Linked DNA regions of Lactuca sativa: region 1 is linked to region 2. Evidence: chromatin contacts called from public Hi-C data. All regions are on one chromosome and are shown on one strand. The core of a region is the stretch at or near the end of the contact, and the rest is flanking DNA. Distances in the headings are between cores, read along the strand shown. Region 1 holds the start of LOC111913456 (perakine reductase). Region 2 holds the start of LOC111913455 (adenine phosphoribosyltransferase 1).

Region 1 (5,693 bases), core at 2,726-5,225, 170 kb before region 2:
TAAATGATGATCAAATGAGTTCTGTTGCACTTCAAAACTGGTACCATTGGAATTTTGTAGAAGATAGCTTTTGTCTATTACAATCAAAATAACAAAGTGGATACAACGGTTAGTGAAAATGTTTTATATATATGTTTGTAACTGTAAACTTCAAAATATGTTGTTGTCTTTGAATAAAACTAAGAGGTTATAAGATAACTTTGTTTGCCTTTCTTCTTTCTAAATCCAACAATATAAGTACCAAAACATCAATAAGGTTGGTGGTATACAGGTGCATTTGAAGAGTGCTAGGTTTGAAATGGATAAATCTTATTGCTTTCTTTGGATCAGAGGAGCACCTATTGCACATCAAATAAACAAATTCACGCACAGATTACATATACTGATAACTAGAAGTTATAGAGCCGGAGTAAATAACGAATCGGATAAGTCTTGGTAGCAATTGTAACATGAATTACTAACATAGTCTCATTTTCATCATCTTAATAGTTAATTTTAGGGTTTATAGATAGTTTTCTTTAAGAAATGCGTACCTCTGGAGGCGGTGATGAGGGAGAGATAAGCCTGTTCAAGTTCGGGCATGAGACGAGCATCCTTCTGAGAAATACAATACTTAAGACGCTTGTAAGACTCGTAGAAATTGGCAATCTCCTCTTGATTTCTCCGCTTTCGGGCAATTTCTTCCTGCGATAGGGTTGTAGTAGGTACATTCGCACTCGTCTGAGGCGCCGGTGGCTGTGGCTCTGCTGTTGATGGCGGTTGCGGCAGGTCGTACAGTTTTCGCTTCTTCGGAGGCTGCTCCGTCGAAGCCATGGCAGTGGGGGTGGACCTTCTTTCGTCAGACAGTTGCTTCTCGAACAGTATGAAAGTGTTGCATAAAAACAAAAGAATGGTCAAAATTTTCTTTCAGCACCTCCATCTTTCAACTAATGTCGTTAAAACTTCACACTAAAAATCGGGTTGCAAAATAACACCATATTAATCGATAAAAATAACAAACTACTTTTTGTTTATTTTTTGCTCTTTTTAAAATGCCTGCTTTTTTTTATTTTAATCATAGCAATATATGTATATCAAAGAGGGTAAATATGTATAGTAGGCCATGACATTTAAAGGTTCATCACTCGTTCAAACTTAGCATTTTGTATTTTCGGGGCACATTTTGCGAGGGTTTAGACTTTAGAATTACAAAACACATTATTAAAGATGCGAAGAAAAATAATAACCACAAGAATTAATCTGGTTCACACAATCAAGATAATCGTGTTACATCCACATAAGAGATGTATTATTCATTTTCTCAGCGATACAAAACTTTCTCAACACATATAACCATATTCTACAATTTAGGATCCACATATATCGAAACACCTTTGAAGAAAAACAAAGCTTAAAACATGTGTTTACTTACACCGCTAACCAACCAATCTCACTGCCAACATACAACAACAACAACAACAACAATACCTAATTCCCACAACTGCTAACATGAGGAAGATAAATCACAGTGTCCACAAAGTATAGGGGCACAAAAGGTATATAGCGGAGCATGGGTGCATGAAGATGATCAAGTGTTGTTCTTAGGGGGCGAATTTGCAAATTTCCACGAGATACGTAGAAGAGCTTCACCAGTTCTACAACCAGCAACTTCATCGATAGGAACCGCATTAGAAATTTCTTCAACGTCTTCTTTTGTAAGTTTCACTTTAACTGTACCAACATTCTCATCAAGATTCTTAATCTTAGTTGTACCTATGTCAAAAAAAGAACCAGCAACCAACCAATCAGAAATAGTAAAATACTTTACTCAATGTAGTCTAATGTACTTATAAATTCCGTAATAACAACTTTCTCACATTTTTTACTCTTAATAACAATTTAGTTTATATTTTACCAATAGCAACGTACATATATTTCTTCTTCTTTATAGTAAACTTACCAGGAATAGGCACTACATCCTCCCCCTGATGAAGAACCCAAGCAAGAGCAAGCTGAATAGGGGTACATCCGTGATTTTTTGCCATTGCTTCTACACGATCATAAACAACCTTGTTCTTTGTAAAGTTTTCTCCAGTAAACCTTGGATGTGAACCCTAAGAGAGAATCTTTGATATCAAAAGCTTTTTATACTCCTAACTTTAATGCAAAGATATATGTAGTTGATTACTTACCAATATACTATTTTCGGGTACACTTTCTTTAATTGCTTTGCCCCCAAAAAATCCACGCCCAACAGGACTGTATGGAACTATGCCTATTCCAAGTTCCCTTTGCAACAAACAAATTTAGGGCAACATACAAAAACCCAAATGGGAAATAAATCAATAGATTGAATAGAAAATAGAAATATACCTGCACAATGGAATCAGTTCTTCCTCAATATCACGGGTCCAAAGGGAATATTCCATTTGTAAAGCAGTGATTGGATGAATGGCATGTGCTCTCCTGATCGTGTCTGCGTTAGCTTCAGATAGCCCGATGTACTTTATCTTACCTTCTTCCACCATCTTTTTAAGTTCTTCCATCTGTATTTCAAAAGAATATGTAATGTCTGTATGTGAAACTCAAGAAATCAAGGTCCACAAGTGTAAACTTACAGTGTCTTCAATAGGAACAGTTGTGTCAATTCTATGTATGTAATAGAGATCAATGTAATCCACACCCAACCTCTTTAGGCTACCCTCACAACACGAACGTGCATATTCAGGGGTACCTTTGACTTTAATACCAGTGGGTTCAATCTTGAATATACCGAATTTTGTGGCTAATTGGATCTTTTCTCGAGGTAATTCCTTTAATGCCTGCAGCATTCCAGTTTAATCAACTAGGATAAATGTTTGGCAATGTGATTACATTGGCAAGAATTTCATGAAGATTATTTATATAGCTTTGTTGTTTAGTATAAGGAAATCCAATTACCTTCCCAACTAGTATCTCATTAGCATGCTGAACCCCATATACATCAGCAGTATCAAAGAATGTAATTCCTCTACTAAAAACTTCCTTGAGCACTTTGATGCCTTCTTCCTCAGGGAGAGGATTGTTATAGATACCTGTAAGCCCCATGCAGCCATACCCTAATCTTGAGACCTGTATAAAGGAAAATGCGGTTGAATGTCTAACAGATCCATATCTAATTTGCAACTTAGAACCATTCTCTCTGTCAGACAATCAAGGTTGATCTTTTGCAGAAAATGATAAATCAAGGTACATGTTAAGTAGGCTAAGAACTTATAGAGTTTTATGGATCATAGTTCAATATTTAACATACTCTCTGAGCAATGATCTGATCCGAAAAATGAGATTTGTTTAAAACAGATGAATAGGGTAACGCTAGGGTTTGAATGTTTGATAGAAGTGTTTTTTTTTTTTTTTTTTTTTTTTTTTTTTTTTTCTAAATCGCTTCACAGGAATCTCTGCACCGAGGAGGCAGATCCTATTAATCAAACCAAACGATCACACAAGTTTGGGAATGCACGTAGCAACTAGATAGGAACTTAATCAGAGAATCAGATATGCGAGCAACATAATCCGACAAAATGCAAACAAGATAAATACCAATTAGAATTTTGCTACGATCAATGAAAGAGACCAAACTATCGTTTCTGATTTGTGCCAATGAACTAGGATGTGGTGAAAAAATGCTGGCTGATCATATATGAAACAGAAAAGGAAAAGATAAATCGAGACTCTGACCTCAAGCCCCTGATTCCCAAGCTTCACTCTAGGCATCTCGAAAGTTGAATTACGCTCCGCCATTGTTGCAATGCTCAAGTCGAGAGTCGAGACTATCGAATGTGGTAGGTGAACTCAGTGAACTTCACCACGTTTCATGGAAGCACTCGAGACGATTGACTAAGGTAGGTGACCTCAATGCTCGCGTCGCGTCGATAGTCTAGACTGTGGTAGGTAAACTGTAGGAACTGAATTCACTCTGTAAGGTTTTTGTTTCGATTGGCTTTAAAACGTCGAGTTATTGATGAAAACAGGGTTATTTAAAAAACTATTTATGAGTGTATTTGAAAAAACTTTTTACCATTTTATTGGGTAACAGAGATTGATTTTTTTCCATTCATTTATTATTTTACCTTTTTACTGCTCTTTTTTATATATAAAAATAGCAATTTTTTTTTATCTTTTCTATTTCTGGACAAAAAACAAACATTTTGATGCTCGGTTTCTACTTGTTTTGCCATCACTTGTTGATGTTTCGGTGAAACTTCTTAAAACACCAATCTCTATGGTTCTCGTTTGGTAGTATTCCGTTGTCATTTATTACATTTAATAATTTCCTAATTAAACTATTACAATAAAATTAAAAGGAAAATTTTACATTATAAAATAAATAGATAATTAAAACGACATGCATATTGCAAAATTACAATTTCAAAATCCAAAAAACACACCAAATAAACATCACATAGGTCTAGTTACGACAATGTGTTACCAAATTCATACACCTTAATACAACACTTTTATACGATTAAAATGTATTTCAGTATTTATGTGACAGCAACAAACTGTCACAAATAATCAAATCAGCAACAATATAAATAAGATAAATACTCAGTAGCTTAACAACAACTTCAAAGTGTCTCTATAACCCAGTAAACACTATTTTAGCTTTTTAATAAACTTCATCAGCATGTTGTGTCATAAAAACATATTTTTTTTAACAGTGTTTTGATTAAGATCAATTGCGTACACCTTGACACTTTAAAATTGATATTTATTATACATGTTATATTTTCATTAAAAAAACTAATTTGACAAAATATTAACATATTAAATATAATTATTTTTATAGTTTTCATATCAAAACCGTCTAAACAAATTATATATATATATATATATATATATATATATATATATATATATATATATATATATATATATATATATATATATATATAAATAATGAATCTAAGCATCGATTTTTATTTTTACTAAAATCAAATTATTTAATTTAAATTGATTTAAGAATAATATTTAAATATACTATATACATATTTGTTTATCTTGATAAAAAGAATTTTATACAACTTTTCCCGTCCAACTCTGGAACAATAAAAAAGTTTACCTCCTTTTTTCTTTGCAAATAATAAGAGATTAAGATGTTGAAAAAGAAAATCTTTTGTTGTGTAGAAATGATGATATCAAAAAAAAAAAAAAGAACGAACAAAAAAATATTGTTATTTAAAAAAACAGCACACAAAAAATGTTATTTAAAAGTAAAAAAAAATACAATAAAAATGTGAAATAAAAGAGAAAAGGAGAAAAATCAGATATTTAAAATAAGAAAACATTAAGAAAAAATAAAGTAAAAATGTTATGCTATTGGATTTTTTATATGGTTGGTCCACATTGTTTTCATTTGTTGGATCTGTAGTTCCACGTCATATGAAAAGATCATAAGATTATCTTCCCTTTTAATATGTTTTTCCTTTTACTTTTTAGTTATTAATATATTATACTAATAATATAAAAAAAATACCTGACAACCTATCCTCTCTCCCTTTCTCTCAAACATATGGTAGTGGCTTAGTGTTTTAGTTTTAGTTGCTCTGGTGATGATGGAAGGATGAAGGATATTGGTAGCATTGGTCTCCATGTCATCTCGGGGCAGTGTTTCATGGTGTTCATTTGTCTTTTCATCATGTCAGTTGTCGGAGCTACTTATATATTTATTATAT
Region 2 (6,583 bases), core at 2,920-5,419:
TAATATTAAAACATATACGGATGTCAAACATACAGATTTATCAGTTTTGGTTCCTATAATTGACTCACATATAACCAAGTTACTTTTGAAAAGTAAGCAAGCTTGTTATATATATATATATATATATATATATATATATATATATATATATATATATATATATATATATATATATATATATATATATATATATATATATATATATATATATATATATATATATATATATATATATATATATATATATATATATATATATATATATATATATATATATGAATTCCAACTCAATCAACAATGTGTTTAATATATAAAACAAATGTTATCATTAACCAAACAAAATATTCAACTTAAATATTGATCGGCTACCATCTAGATCCAAGGTTAGAGCTGCTATGTAGCCCGCACTACCCTTCAATTTTCCCATCAAATGTGAATTTAATGATTTTTTTTCGAAAATCCGTCGAAAATCCATCATAATGTTTGATAATTGTGAATTCAGTGTAAATTCGTCGGTTTATTGACGATTTGGTGACAAACTTTCTTTGGAAACGAATTTTTTTTCTAATAGTGCAACCCCCTAAAAAATTTGTGCAAACCCTGATTTTTTATTCTGGATCCGCCACTTTCTAGATCAGTACTATCATGGATATCTTTCCAAGATTAATAGAAAAAATACTCCAAATAAATTGCATAAAAAGTGATCCATCATAAGTACAAAGACAGATTTGTTTTTAGTAAGTTCCTTGAGAACTTTGAAAATCAGATGTTGATGTGTATTTAATTTTGCTCAACTTGTGAACCACATTTTTGTTATGAAACCACATTCATCTCATTGGTTGTAACCCTCTTTCTTCTTGTTTATATATATATATATATATATATATATATATATATATATATATATATATATATATATATATATATATATATATAAACATAAGTTTTGACTAACTTACAACAATTATCATAGTTTTCAAATGCATAATAAGTCAAAGAACTTAAAAAGTCAACCTCCTATAGAACTGAAAGATCAATGTAGCAAATTTAGAAGTCCACTCCTAATTCATAAAGTCATAATAGTTTTTGGCCAATGAACCAAAAGGTCAAACATCTCCTTTTTTATTTTGATAGTATAAGTTAAATAAATCTTCAAAACATGTTCAATTTGCGGACTTGTTTGTTGAGGACGTGTTTGTCAAAATTAGATGAAAGTTGGAAACTAGATTCTAGTAGTTATTAGTTGAAATTTGAAAATTATTATCCGAAAACGAGAAACTCTAGTTTTTATTTGTACATAAATGTTAGACAAAAGTAACTATTAGCTTTTAAAATTATAATATTACATAAAAATCAGAGTTAAAAGTTCCAAAAAGCTATTTTGAAATAACTTTTGAATTAAGAACTTTTTGTTTGGATTAAAAATTAAAAGCTCGTATTGCCCAATCGAATGCTTAATACAAGACTACCAACAACCGTAGTCATCCCAACATATTTGAGGTGAGAGATGAGGTGATGGTATACCTTCTTATGGAGCCTATTTTTTTTTGGAGGCATATATTAAATTGAGTCAATGAAAGTATGATCACTAAATTTTTTTCATGGAAGATTAAGGATAACGCCTGAATGGTGGATCAACTTAAATTATATCTTTCTCCAAGACTTTCGATTTCTTGTATCTCTACTAGCACTACCAGCAAAAGGAAGTTGTGTATCTTGAGAACTACCAGCATATCATATAGAAGATCTGTCGCTAACCTTTCTACAAATGAGAAATAGATAAACAAGGCTAAAAGAAGCCCAACTTAAAACATGCATAATTTTTGATCCATTGGAGTTTGGAGGTCCGTTTTTACATTGCAGAAAAGCTCTCTTCGGGCCAAGTTCCTAACTAACTGTTGCTGACATCGCCAAAACGTCAGCTTAAGCCCTCAATTTTAATTTCCCCTCGTTTAGAGTTTAGACTCATTTCCTAAAAAAAATTTATTCCATTTTTGTGGTAGGATATTTTATTTCCGTAACTCTGTTTTTTACTTTTTTTTTCTCGTATTTATTTAGGTGCTTAATAAGATGAATTTGAGTCTTCTGTAAATTTCTGAAATTTGACAAAACCTTCAAATCAGCCTTTAATGACATCTTGGAAATTAATAAAAACTTTTCTCTTGGGAATTTCTTGAACAATTCTCTGTTCATACTTCCATTTCGTGTCATCGGTCATCTAACTTATAAGTTATAACCCAGGATATGGAGATGATTGATATTATGTTCGTGATATTTGAGTTTTTGTTGTGGTTTTATGATAAACTATATTTTTTATTTCTTAGGCTATTGGTTAAATTTAATTGTTTTTAATTTAAATTTGCTGAACATGATGAAAAATATGGAGCCGAGCAAAAAATTGTGGCAACAGTAAACAAACTCATCATCGTTTAAAGACTCGAAGGAAATAATGAAATCAGTTACATTAAAATCCCACTTATTGTTAACTAGAATACTCCAAATCATACAGTGATTTTCTCTCAAGCCTTCAATTCCAATTAAATCTTTTAATAAATAATCGAAAATCAAGTTGAGCTTATGAGCACAAATAGCGGCTTATCTCCTAATCGGTCCCGACCCTGAAATTTTCAAAATTAATTCAAGATCAAATACTGTTTAATTAAACAAACATCATTTATCCAGACAACACAGTGTACCTTCAGATCAGGCAATTCAATGACACAGGCACACTCGACTACATTCGCGCCAACGCGTTCTGCAACAAAACAAAATTTGAACAAATCTAAAAAAGTGGTAAAAAAAATAAACAAATAAATAAATAAACTGTAATTATCAAATTACTTACCAAGTAGGTTAATGGCAGCCACTAAGGTTCCTCCTGTTGCAATTAAATCATCTATCACAAGAGTTCGTTCACCAGCTTCTACTGCTCCAACATGCATCTCCATTATGTCACTTCCGTACTCTAACGAGTATTCTTCTGATATAACAGCTCCTGATATGACATGACATGACATAACATAACATATTATCCTGTGTGAGGAATTATTAAACTGAAAGAAGGTAACTGATGTCAATGGTAGAAAAGATATACCGGGTAACTTGTTGGGTTTTCTCATTGGAACGAATTTAGCACCAATGGCTAATGCAATAGGAGGACCAAATATGAATCCTCTTGCTTCAACACCTATGCATTATAATTTATACAACCAAAATCATCAAATAGTATTCGTTTATCAGTAGTTGATTATCGAGAAGTTAAAATGAGGTAATGAATTACTCTATTATAGTTACTACAATAAAATCGGGTGCTTTGATGGTTTCTACAATGAGTTCAGGGTAGCAAACAACCAATATAGTTACTATATTATCAACTACAAGCTGAAGATCAGGTCAAAATCAATCGATTGTTTTTATAAATTAACAGGTTTTTATAATCATCAGCATGAATCTACTGCCTACTAATTCATTGATTTCAACTTTATGCAAATAGGGAAAGCATCAACATATAAAATTAGCTCAACTGAATAGCATCAGCACAAAAGCTAGTGATTCAAAAAGTACTTCAAATTACGTGAAAAGGAGAATTTACCAGCAACAACGGAGATGTCTTTGTCTTTGTATCTCTCGACGAACAGATCGATCGAATCCTTAAATGCTACTGGATCAAGCAGCATCGTCGTAATATCCTGAAACATGATCCCTACACATACATAAACCTCAATATCCATTGGTCAAATGAGACATCCAAACATCAATTGATCAATTAAAACTGTTAGTGTGTGTACCAGGTTTAGGGAAGTCCGGGATGACGCGAATTGTGGATGAAATGCGAGCAATGCGATCGTCTTTGACGGCGACATCTCCTTGCTTATGATCGGAATCAGGTTCCGCCATGTTAGAGTAGGAGTTCACTTTGAAGTCGGTACGGACGCCGGCGCCGGCGAAGGTAGAGTAGACACGGGGGCCACCGGAGATCGACGCCGGTTTTACGGAAGAAGGAGGGGTAAGTGATTTTAATGAAATGACGGAATTGCCACTGAAGAAATACGTAGTTGGCTTCTTCAGGACGGTGAAACTGATTTTAAGCGTGTTCATCGTGAGTGGGTTTCTTCAGAGGAAAACAAGAGAGTTAATAAACCGGATGTTATCGTCGAGGGCAATTTGGTCAAATAGGCATGTGTACTTAACAAGCTTTATCCATCCCAGGAGTAAACTACAAAATAATAATAATAATAATAATAATAATAATAATAATAATAATAATAATCTCTGGTTATTATCTTATTTCTTTGATAAGTGCATTTTTGTCTGCCGCAGAAATACAAAAATACAATTTGAAGGTTTTTTATTTTTTATTTTTTTGTAAATTTTATTTAGTAAAAGAATGCAAGTTTACTCACGATACTTATAATTTCAAAATATAATTATATTTGTTACAATTTTGAAACCTAAAAATCATTCCTTAAAATCTTAAAAGTTGTAATCATATTTTATCACAAAAAGATCATTTATACATTGTTTGTAACCAATTATAATAAAGAAAATTGAAATAGTTTATAACTATAATGAGTCGCAATCGGGTGGATAAGGGAAAGACTTACAGGAGGGTGTTGATCATAATGTTAAGGTTTCTTATGCCAATGTTGTTACAAATAATAAAGATAAGCAACCATCGAATAAAGTGATGATTGAAAGTAATGAGGTCTATATCACACTAGAATATGCACTCTCTTATTATTCTTTGAATGGGTATTATCGAATAAAATATTTTCATATGAATAAAACCGATAAAACTTATCAAACTTGAGGATTTTATATGTTTCATATTGCGTTGGGCATCAATGTGACATGGGCATATATGTGATACAACTATTATACATATACATGCTGTGTATTTCATATATTTCGTATACGAGTTCCATTTTTGACGTTCTTAGTATCCATACATAGGTGGGATTATAATCTACAATTTTCGTTTAGATTCTGTTGACTGATTTTGACTTCATTTTTAATATTATATTTTTAACGAGCCAGGACATGAAAAGTCTGTTAAAAATTCATAACTTCTTCATCCGACGTCCGTTTTCGTCTGTCTTTTTACCGTTGTACTAATATTGATGAGATCTTCGATTATCGTTTAGGTTGTGTCGGCTAAAAATCACTCGATCTTTATTTCGAGTTTCGGGTTGTGTATTGTTATGCCGATTCTTAGAAAAATCATAATTTTTTCATACGAAGTCAGATTTGGACGTTCGTTTTATGAATATTCTCGGTTTAACAAATATTACACTTTCATGTAGATCACAAATGCTAAAAAGTAGTTTATCGTAAACTCACTTTTTACGTCATATGGCGTCGTGTTGGTTCTATCGCGAAACTTCGATAAGTCATAACTCCTTCGTTATAACTCGGATTTCGGTGAGGTTTTTGCCTAAATGTTTCTAACGAGATAATCTACAACTTTCAATAACATTATTTTACCTTATTTCCAGCTTTATATTTTCGTTAATTTCAATATTTGACTTTTTGATCGGAATCTCATAAGACTTCCCATCACTTTATGAATGATTCTAAACATAGTTTTACTTCAATCCTCGTAAAAACTATCTTGTTAGAACTCAATGCTCAAAACCATATAATATTTAACAATATTCATTTTTAAACTAACAAAACACGATAATTATACATGGTCATTAACGTGTATGTTACAAATACATCCTCCTTTTGAGGACTTCATCCCCAAAATTACTCCTTTTGAGGACTTCGTCCCCAAAATTACAATGATTTAAACAAATGGGAATATTTCGCTCTTATCTCATTCTTATTTTCCCAAGTATAATTTCGGCATCGATGGTGTTTCCACTTTACAATCACCAACTCCACTTCTTTATTACATAATTCAGTCGTTAATTCGTTTACGATCTCTTCAGGATCTTCTACATATCTTACTTTATTATCTAGTTTCACCTCTGATAACGGGACCGTTTCATCATATATGCTTAAACATTTACACAGATAACTTACATGAAACACATCATGAATACCTACCAAATCTTCCGGTAATTCCGAACGATATGTTTGCTTACTAATTCTCTAGACAATTTTGAAAGGACCTACAAATCTAAGACTCAATTTTTCTTTCTTTCCAAATCGCATAATGTCTTTCCATGGGGATATGTAACACCCGATCTCAGGTACGCATTTAATTCAAGTCAAACCTCATATTTTCACCCTTGGACTCGATGAGTTGGAGGCTCAACTCGTCAAGTAGGAACGACTCCAGGTCGGGGGATTAAGTGACCTACTCGCCGAGTCGGTGACGGCAGGCGGTGCCCGGAGTTGCTAGCCACCACCTCACGGTGGTGGTGATAGCTCACTTTTACCTCAGATTACACAACACCCACTTAATGCAATCGCAACAACATTACACACACGCGACCCAAATTCGATCAACAAAACTTGTCAACTTGCTCAAATCCAACTAGTAAGGCTACATGAAACTGTGAAGCATGCGACAATTTGGAAAAAAGAAAATCGCAGAGCTTTCTAAGCATCACAAAAGACAAGGAGATTGGAGATG

Evidence for each region. Hi-C and Micro-C count contacts between places; a contact is called where the count stands out from the background.
Region 1: a contact with region 2 is called in a Hi-C map of bud, with 5 times the contacts expected there. The contact joins the promoter of LOC111913456 here to the promoter of LOC111913455 in region 2. A contact is called at or near these places in 3 of 4 Hi-C or Micro-C datasets (bud, leaf and seed).

Annotation. Positions count from the first base shown.
Region 1 is chr1:30,554,946-30,560,638 of Lsat_Salinas_v11, reverse strand. It overlaps LOC111913456 (perakine reductase), which reads right to left and starts at 3,975. Exons shown (of 7, transcript XM_023909151.3): 1 at 3,697-3,975; 2 at 2,920-3,090; 3 at 2,598-2,801; 4 at 2,353-2,525; 5 at 2,172-2,268; 6 at 1,940-2,093; 7 at 1,259-1,752. The coding sequence starts at 3,759. The coding sequence ends at 1,568. LOC111913457 reads right to left here and starts at 858. Exons shown (of 5, transcript XM_023909152.3): 1 at 534-858. The coding sequence starts at 813.
Region 2 is chr1:30,385,532-30,392,114 of Lsat_Salinas_v11, reverse strand. It overlaps LOC111913455 (adenine phosphoribosyltransferase 1), which reads right to left and starts at 4,169. Exons shown (of 5, transcript XM_023909148.3): 1 at 3,789-4,169; 2 at 3,593-3,703; 3 at 2,846-3,187; 4 at 2,697-2,755; 5 at 2,399-2,618. The coding sequence starts at 4,098. The coding sequence ends at 2,565.